Linked DNA regions of Mus musculus: region 1 is linked to region 2. The links are chromatin contacts, called in public Hi-C maps. All regions are on one chromosome and are shown on one strand. The core of a region is the stretch at or near the end of the contact, and the rest is flanking DNA. Distances in the headings are between cores, read along the strand shown.

The links. Hi-C and Micro-C count contacts between places; a contact is called where the count stands out from the background.
Region 1: a Hi-C map of pancreatic cancer cells shows a contact between it and region 2, with 2.3 times the contacts expected there. The contact joins two enhancer-like sites. A contact is called at or near these places in 2 of 484 Hi-C or Micro-C datasets (bone marrow-derived macrophages and pancreatic cancer cells), 1 of 115 datasets of contacts at active chromatin or transcription factors (pancreatic cancer cells) and 1 of 9 other capture datasets (embryonic stem cells).

What each region holds. Positions count from the first base shown.
Region 1 is chr9:23,692,448-23,697,500 of GRCm38.p6, reverse strand. No RefSeq gene overlaps it. Among named protein-coding and RNA genes, the nearest start is that of Gm39311, 110 kb to the right of the region's middle. Within about 2 kb of position 2,785, at least 32 of the 459 cell types and tissues checked have an H3K27ac peak or open chromatin away from gene starts, as enhancers often do. A contact at or near this core is called in pancreatic cancer cells, where this site is marked.
Region 2 is chr9:23,570,710-23,575,505 of GRCm38.p6, reverse strand. No RefSeq gene overlaps it. Among named protein-coding and RNA genes, the nearest start is that of Gm39311, 8.2 kb to the left of the region's middle. Within about 2 kb of position 3,060, at least 5 of the 459 cell types and tissues checked have an H3K27ac peak or open chromatin away from gene starts, as enhancers often do. A contact at or near this core is called in pancreatic cancer cells, where this site is marked.

The DNA.
Region 1 (5,053 bases), core at 1,536-4,035, 120 kb before region 2:
GAGAGAATAATTGTACAATTTTAGGTAAATAAAACATAATACTATTCCTAAAGGCTTTCTCAAACAACCTTTGTGTAATTTGGCCCTCATTACTCCTTCTATATTGACCTACCTCTCTCTTCTCCACTTGGAGCCATTTCTCTGTTCAATTTCCTACTTCATATTTACTGTGTTAGTCCATTCCCCTCTTCCAAGCTCCCCTCACTTCAGAGTCCCTTCATACTTTCTTGGTTTCTATGGTTACTCAATGTATGCTGTCTGATAGATCAAGATTGATGGAGGTGACTAGGACACACGAGCAGACAGGCACCTCCAGCATCAGATTGTCCTTTAATTAGAACAATGAAGAACACCAGTCTCTCCACAGGAGTGGAGACTTCCCACACGTGGTGCAGGGGAGTTTGTAAGGCAGAAAGGGGAGCTTTGAGAATGAACGATACCATCTGCACCTCCCCTGACATCCGAAAGTATAGACACCAGCAGAGGTTGGTATATTGATCTGATCAGACACTTTTGCACTTATTATCGTCAAGTGAAGTTTCCTGTTTGGAGTTTCTTGGCCCACCTGAGGCTTTTAGGTCCTGAGGCTTTAAAGCAAAGAACTACAGATGGGAGAGAGCATGTGGTGTTTGTCTTTCTGGGTCTGGATTACCTCACTCAATATCATATTTTCTAGGTCAATCCTTTTCTTTTTTCTTTTCTTTTCTTTTCTTTTCTCTTCTTTTCTTTTCTTTTCTCTTCTTTTCTTTGGTTTTTTTTTTGGGGGGGGGTGTTTGTTTGTTTTGTTTTTTGAGACAGGGTTTCTCTGTAAAGCCCTGGCTGTTCTGGAACTCACTTTGTAGACCAGGCTGGCTTCAAACTCAGAAATCTGCCTGCCTCTACCTCCCCCAAGTGCTGGGATTAAAGGAGTGTGCCACCACGCCCAGCAGTCAATCCATTTCTTTACAGAGAAATAATATGTCAAGGTGTATAACATATATATGTATTATTTATCTACTGAAGGACATTTAAATTGTTTTTATATCCTGGCTATTGAGAATAGGGTGGCAGTGAACATGGCTGAGCACATAACTTGAGTTTTTATATTTTGTCTCCAGATTGGTTTACTCTATTTGTAAGCATTTCCTTTGAGTTTTCTAAATGGTATACTGAGGTTTTCAATTCTATATTTATTTCAGCTGTGTTCTCTTCAATGTTCCTATTTGTTTATTACACTCAGTTTTAGAATCCTAAATTGTCTTCATTACTTCATTCAGATGTATATTTGTAGTTTTTTGGACATCACTCAATCATTTATTGTTATAATGTTGGGGTTAAATGAGGTAATAGCTCATGTCTTTTTAAATTTTTCTTGCATTACTTGAGAACACTTGTGAATGTTCTTTTAAATCCTATTTCCTGAGCTTCATCTAAGGTATTGATTTCAGCTCATTGATTGCTCCACTGTCATACACATAAGCCTTTGTTGCATGTGTCTGCTCCCATTTTAGTGGATGTACAATTAGCTCTATTCAACTCAGTTTGATTCTGTTAGTCCCACTTCAGGTGCCTACTGTGTTGCCTGATATTTTCTAGTGAATCAAGATAGTGTGCTGACAACAGACCATGGAAACAATCCCCCACAAGGCTGGTTCAGTGACCCACCAAGTTTGTTGGAGTTAGTCTAAGGAGCATGACTGAAAGGTTGCTTACACTTGACCATGGATGACTGAAGGCTCCCTGCATCTCTGAACAGGGTACCACAGCCTGGGTGAGAGCACACAGAAGCTACAAGCCTGCATTTCACTGTTCTATCTCACAGGCTGCTCAGCAACAGCTGACTTGGAATTTTCCTCTCCTAGTAATTCTGTATAACCTTGGTGTGGATCTTTTAAGTTTCAATAGTTCCTTGAACCTTGTAAATTTTGCTTATTTACTGTATCTTATCTATTAACTGTCTCCAAGCAGAAGTGAATAGCAATATAACAGTGAAGATTAATGCAACTGTTATCTATACTTCTATTAAGTTATTGCTGTATAAACAAAAATGATTTAACCATATAATAGAAGTAGACAATGAAAAAAGAATGAAAGTCTAACTCATGCTGTAGCATAGATAAGGCTTCGGAGCATTTTACTACATTATATATGTCAAATATCAAAAGGGCATGCATTATTTCATCTATACATAATATAGAAAGTAAAGGTAGCTTAGAGAGATTAAAAAGAGATTAGCATTGTCCTAGCATTGGGGGTTGTAAAAGGAAGCAAACTATGTCATATGTTAAAGGTGATGAGAATATCATGGCAAGTAATAGTGGTGATGCTTACAACTTTATGAATACGATAAAACAGTTGATATGTGTACTTTGTGTTTGATGGTATGTGAGTTATATATTATATGAACCATAACAGAGGTAAGGTAGAGAGGACATATCTGCAGAAGCACCTTCCATGTGGGTTAAGAGACAAATTCCAGGGCAAGGAATTTCCTTATACTTCAACCATGTCACAAGTAAAGTGACAGAATTGAAATGTGAGACTCCCTTTCTGAATTAATGTATTTTCACTAAATAATACAACCCAAGTTATCAACCAGGAATGAATCAAAAGGAGAAAATTGAGGAGGATCAGGAAAAGAAGAGATAAACAGAACCCTTGGGAAAATGAGGGGAATTTCCCAGAATCTACTTAAAGGGAGATGAAGCATAATGGTTTTATGGTTTTTCTTAGTCACAGCTGACCAATTGAGTCAAGTTCAGAGTGGGTGGATATTTAACCAAGGTTGGCATTTTCAGAGTGAGTGGAATAGTGTCTTGAGATTGTGTAAAAAGGCAGTTATTATGATGAATCATAGAATCTTAGAGAGATGACTACAGGAGCAAAGATGTGAGGAGGTTAATGGGCAGAAAATGTGGTGAGGTTAATGGGTTGTTGCTGGAAGGCTGAAAAATCACCGGAGTGGGAGTAGAAGGGAGACTGGGCTGGGAAGGTAGGAAGTGAGGATGGTCTGAAATTTGGATGCTGACATTTAGAGTCGGCAACTATTAGTAATGGCAATGGCTAGGTTTTATCTCAGAAGATGAATAGCTAATATACAGTGTAGCATAATGCGTTATATACAAGTAACTTGCAGGGACCAACACAGTACTATTAAATGCTTCTGCTAAAAATGATATGTGCTTGAGGTGAAAAATGGCCTTTTAGGTGTTGGTCCTTCTCTAAAAGGAGAAAGAGATGTTTACTACAAAATTCAGTAAATTGCTAAAGGTCCAAAGTCAAGGGGCTTGGGGAACATTAGTGAGATAGGTGAAGATACCCATGGAATCCATATTAAACCAGCCCTCACTTGTAAGATGAAATAGTCAAGTTCAGTAAGTGCCTGAGAGTCACAGACAAAGTGGGGAACTACCACTCTTTCTGGGAAGCAAGACCTAATTCTGTTATCCTTTCTGCCGCTGGGCACCACATGAGAACAAGCCTTGGAAGACAATCCAGGTCAGGGTGTGGGGCACTGGAACACATGTCCTCAGCATCATTTTGGTTTGATAATGAATTTTCAGAGTTAAATGGTTGGTATCACTGAAATGGTTTGATTTCTAAGATTCAGTGGATGAAATTGGAGAAGAATAACAGTATTCAGCTGAAGAGAGATTTATAGACCTAGTAGATTCTAAACATGGCATAGCTATCATAGCTAGTTTAACTTCAAGGATACCAGCTACTACCTCAGAAACTTCAAGGGAAAACAAGAGATTAATTTATTTCTGCATGTTGAAAATTAATGGAATAAAACTAAGAAAAAGTAAGAAGGTACAGTAAATAAAAACACATTTTGAAGAATTCTTATGACCAGTCATCCTAGAGTCATGAGTAGGTTTGCATTCATCTGGTCATGTGACCTGACACCATAACTAATTTTAGTTTTACCAGTCTGGGCTTGAATGCCAATTTTCTTATGTCAATAACACTGTTATTGTATTCAGGAGGCCGTACACTGTTAGCTACATGTCCAAAAGTTTAAAGATATGCTCTTATGTTTTAAACATTAGGTAGAAAAAGCAGTGTGTTCCATTATTCTGGGTTGTAAATGAGGCATATTATTGCTTTTCTAGCAAACTGAATGCTCTGCTTCTAAAGTGAAGTGTAATTATACTTCCCCAAGCAAAACACTGACTTGTTAGACCTTTATTTCTTTAGCCATCTGTCGTCTCTACAGCGGCTAGTTTGGAGCACGATAATCTCAGAAGGCAATAGGAGCTCCTTTGTACTATAATTGACTTCTTGTCTAGAGAGGTAAACATTGGCAAGGCTGTGGTGGGCTCAGCCTCCATGGAGGCAAGAAACGCAGCTAGACAGTAATCCAAATTCTTGTCTTTGATCCTTGTGTAATTAGAAAAAGAACTTCTATTATCATACATTCATTCTGGGAGATGCTGTTTTTAATGGTGCCTGGCATCCCTGGAGAGATTTTATGCTGATAAATCGTACACATTCCACACTGGCACTCCACTTGGCTTGGCTCTGAACCTACAAGCCAACGTTGAAATGAAGCCTTTATTGTTGCTTTCACAAGATTAAGAATGAGGTGGGGAATGAAACTTTTTGCCCAGCATAATGAACCACTATCTAGTCAAGTAGGGCTCACTCTAACAATTAGCCAAAGTGATGCTCATTTTCCATGGTCCGCTCGATAAAGCAAGCAAGCCTTTGCTAGAAATTGGCTCCACTGCTTTCCAGCCATTCTTGGAAAGGGTTGGCTTCTAAATATGCATTTGTGTTCAGTTAATAATGTATTGATCCCCTAAATGAAACCGTGTTTCCTAGTCTGTTGCCAAAGTAAGAGGAAACAATGCCTGCATTAGCAAATGGGGCCACGCCAATATCTCCAATCCAATAATAGGTCTTTGAAAATGAGCCTCTTTTAAAGAACTGAAATTTTTACATATATCTCAATTGTTGTCAAGGCCAGTGTTTTGCCAAGTTCTTGAATTAGCAATCACTTTATGAGGCAATTGATTTAAGACCATCATGCAAAATAATAAAAAAACAAGCACTATATGACATAATTTAA
Region 2 (4,796 bases), core at 1,811-4,310:
TTCAAGTATGAGACCAGCCACAAGTAGCCTCCCAACTGGATGGGCAGAAAGGAAACTAATGATGATGGAGACAACTTGGAAAAGTCTCACCAACAAAAGAGGGAATGGGAAGTCTTTCCTGCGTAGTGTCAAATATGAAGCTAAAGCTGAAGGGCTGGGCCATAACACTTTAAAGTTGGGAGGAATGCAACCAACAGAGAAAATTGGAGAAACCAAGGCTGAGATCTCAAGAAGGAATCTATCTCTGTTCCTGGCAAGGAAAAGGTCACACTCAGCAATAAAATCTTGTCATATCTTACACATGAGCCCTTTGTGTGCTGCCTTGGCATGTGTAGACAAGGAAAGCTCTTACTGTGCAGCATGCCATCCTGTGTGTGAATACTGTTATCACCCTTTCATACTGGCTCAGAAGAAATGCAAATACTAAACCTGACTCACTCCTGCCTCTCAAGTGAGCATGCTCAGCTCCATCCAGGAGTTATGTCAGGCCAACTTCAGATCTCCATCTTCATGACTTTTTGCACCAAGCTTCAGAGCTCTCAGATATAGATTGCATCAGTGAGCTAAGATGCCTCCAATCCAGGCCACTAAGTCAGAATCTTGAGGATGAGGCTTGGAAATCTACTTTTGGAAAATCAATATTTCAGATGAATCTTTCAAAGTCAACCTATGGAACCATGTTTGGAACCATTTAACTAGATTATCTGATAGAAACATATCTTCTCATTACTCCAAGACACCTAGAGGTTAAAGGGTAACATGACTGGGACTTGTGACCCTTTCTGAAGATCATAATGGTGGTTGGCACAGCTTAGGACCTTTGCTGTGTTCCAGATTTTTCCTGAAGTAGGAACCTTTACAAGATTTTCTTTTACAGAACTGGTGGAAAGAAATGATCACTCAGAACCATGACAGTTTCATTAGCAACCTTTTAAGGTTAATGGACAAATTTAAATTTCTATAATTACAAGAAATAGACAAAGTCAAAGAGGTTAGTTCAGTGTTAAATTCAAAACCTGCTCTTGGGGTGAGTCTTTATTAGGTGTACAGCATTGGCTGAGTCAGCAAACATCTGAGATGTTTGGAATTCTCTCTGAACCATGCAAATTTAGTTGAGATGTTAATATGAGAGAACAAATAACACAGATAGATATTCTCTGTGCCTTAGCTGGATTCAAAGCTGAATTTCCTCAGAAGGTTGAAAGTAGGAAAAACATTGAGATTCCCTATGCCTACTGGCAAGATTCAAGCCGCTGAGCCTCAGAGACTCAGTCCTTCAGTTAGAAGGCATTGCCCTCCTTCGACATCAACAGTGAGGGCATGTCACTTGACATTGAGGAGTTTCCAAAAAGTTGCTACGTAGTGCGATATCTTAAGATCGAACATTTAAGCATGTGGACACTGATCTTTGAACATTTTAATGCTTCTCTTTGAGAACTAAGGTAGGCCCAGTGACCTGTGGGATATGGAACATCCATGAAAAATTGAAAACTGAACCTTTGTTATCCAAAGGATTCTGTCTATATTTACTCCTCTCAATTGGAGCCCCTCTGTTAGTGGGAGCCCATATTCTGACAGCATTCTTTGAAGGATACAGTTGGTCTTCCTTAGACTGGGGAGAAATTGGCTGAACAGGATGAAATGTGATAGCTATGAGAAAGCAGCTGTGTCCTCTCCAGGAAAATAACATCTCACTGATAAAAGTTCTTTTTCTTCATAACTGGCTTCCAGAAAGTCTACTTTTGACCCATGATATGCCTTGTTGGATGCATTCATTAGGGGCAAAAAGGAAAAAAAAAGTGGTGTGGTCAGGAGGAGCTGCTATCCGAGATGTTCTTAAGACTTAAGCTGCTCAGATGTCAATGTCTCTCACCTTCTGCATGGCTCAGGTGACTATGAACACACAGACAAATCTCTTCTCTAGACAGATGGCCCAGGACAGATAGGCCTTCGAGGAACATTTGGAAATGAGAAAGTCTTATCAGGCAACTTTGGAGTTTGGTTAAGATGGAATGAATCCCATCAGTTCTTGTGAAGCACGAGGGGAAGCTCACCTGCCTCTTGCCAAAAGACAAGAAACTCTGTCTCTTCTTTTTTAGGCTCTTCTGCTGTATGTGGAGTTTGCTGAGCTAGCTCATCCCTCTCCCTTCATCCCGAATTGCCTATATCCTGCCAGAATGACAGGGTGACGACAGATGCAGCACTTGTGACCCCACAGCACCTGCCCCAGTGCCTTCAGCTTCTCCTCTGAAGCTCTCCAGTGGGCTTCCCTTCTCAAGCAGGGTAGCTCTCTTGACCATATGTAGCTACAACACACATACAGAATTCTATTTTCTCATTCTCTGCTTCACTCTTCTACACAAATCATCACCGCAAACAGGCACTGGAGAGTGCAGCACTCCAATAAAGTGCTATTTCCAACCCACAGAAAGCTTTATTGCCTTAAAAAAAGCTAAAGTCCTAGCTCTGAGAATGGCATCATTCGAATGCTATGTGGTATAGGATATAGTGGAGGAAAAATGTAAAGACTGCTTAGGAGAGATTTGAGGAGCTCAATATTCACCCTACCAAGGAGAAATTGCATAGAGAAACTGGCTGAACTGCCTAAAGAATTGCCTCACACAATGCTAGCCGTAGAGTTAGAGGTAGGAGCCTGGATATGCAAGGCCAGCTCTGTGCAGTTGCTGAGCCACAAAAGATAATAGCATCCTGGGAAAGATGCTAAAGCTTGTATGAGAAGCTGCTCACTGCAGTACCCATTCTGTTCCTGGATAGAGAGCGTGCTTAGGAAAACATGACAATTGCTCCTGCAGTCATAACTGGTGAAAAAGAACAGTCTCTTAGCTTACTTTGACTAGGAGAAATATTCCTTCATCAGGTAGGAAACTCTGTGCTACATCTCCTACCTCAGTCTTCTGCCTGCTCACAAAGCTACCTAAACAGTATCTGTAGACAAAGCTCCTGTAAAATTTCCCCTTTCCTTGCCTCTGTGCCTGAGCTAGTTGACAATGATGCGATAATTACAAGTCCCAAGTGAACCTATCTCATCATCCTGACCAGAACAAACTGATAGGATGACTCGTTTAACCATGTTGAGCCTGTAAATAGAAATTCTCCAGGGTGGTTATGACTTAGTAGGTTTGACAAACTTAAAGGAGACATGCATCAAAACTAAAAAACACCCTGGGGAAACCAGGAACATGTGTTATCCAGACCTGCTGAAAAGCATTGCCTACCCCAAACCTTCCCACTGAGGCTCCTAGCCAGGGCTACTAGACATTAGACACTCAGGTTGATTCAAGACCAATGTGAGAATTGGCATGTGACTGGTAACTGAGGCTAAAGGACTCATCACCAGCTTCTCTTATGCCTGTGTCATCGTCTGGCATACTCCTTCCCTCTCCTGAACAAACAGCAGACCGCCTGGTTGAGAGGTATTCGCCACCTCTGTTTCTCTTCTCCATGACTCTTCTCCTTAAAATCTCCTGTAGCTCTGTGCACTGCTGTCTTGGGGTGTGTATAGAGCAGAGAACCTCAACTCATATGCATGAAAAATGTCAGCATTTTATTACTGAGACAAAACACCTGAGATAGCAACCTAGGTGGAGAAACATCCATTTTGCTTTTGTTCTCATGTGATTTCAGCCAATAGTTGCCTGACTCTGTTGCTGTGTACCTGGGGTACACAGACAATGTGTGGGAGCAAAACCACTCGTTCATAATTGCTGGAAAACAGAGCAACAGCAAGGAATGTCCAGTGTCCAAGGACACAGCCCTGACAGACACACCAGTGACCTGCTTTCTCCATCCAGGCTCCAGCTTTTACAGACCTTGTTCACACAGATTCAATGGATTAATACTCTGATAAGGCAAAACAAATAAAATCAGCCAGGATCCAATTATTTCCCAAAGCAAAGCCCATCAGCTAACAACCAAGTTTTTTATCACATGAGCTCTCTTGGAGACATTTTATATCCAAACTATAACATGAAACAAGACACTAGAAAAATCATCCCTAGAACAATATCTAGGTAGGCTATGTTCACGTGGCAAAGACAGGGGCTTTAAAAGTTTCTGATAGAATCAAAAAATACACTGAGCCGTGGCCAATCTGCAGACAGACTTGCATTTAGATGATTTGAGAGAGAGGTAAATCCTGAAAGATACAGAGAACAGATCCAAACCGCAGTACATACAGTGTAAGTAAGCCCCAAGAAAGGCAATAGAGGAGATACAGCAGGACTAATCCGTGAGGAGATGACAAAGAAATCTTCCTCAAGCCTCCAAGATTAAAAGTGCCATATTCCTGCTTAAGATTCTGCAATCTAAGCAGCCCAAGAAATAGTGGGAACTGAACAGTGTGCCCCAGTTACCTAAGGGCTGTGAGAACTGAGTGGTCCTGGAAGACCTAGGCTGCCCTGAGCACCAGCCTGTCTGGCATGCTTTTTGTTAGCTTAGGTGCAATTAGGAAACTTTGCTCCAAAAATTATCTATTAAATGACATAATACACAGGTTGTTTTTAATGGTGCAAAACAGTCATCAAGTATAAGCTGTCAAGTAACAAGGAGCACACTGTCTTCCTTGGTGTAGTTTTGATCCTGATCAGTCAAGTTAGAGTCTAGTTTGATATTTTCTTTCAAAACCTGGATTATTATGTGTTTAGAGCAATGTTGAAAGTCAAGTAAGGACTGTTAATTAGACCATGTTGTAGAAGAAGAAAGGAAAGGAGAGAAGGAGGGAGGGGGGGAGGGAGGGAAGTAGAGAGAGTCCAGGGGTATCTTCTTAGCAAGCTTTA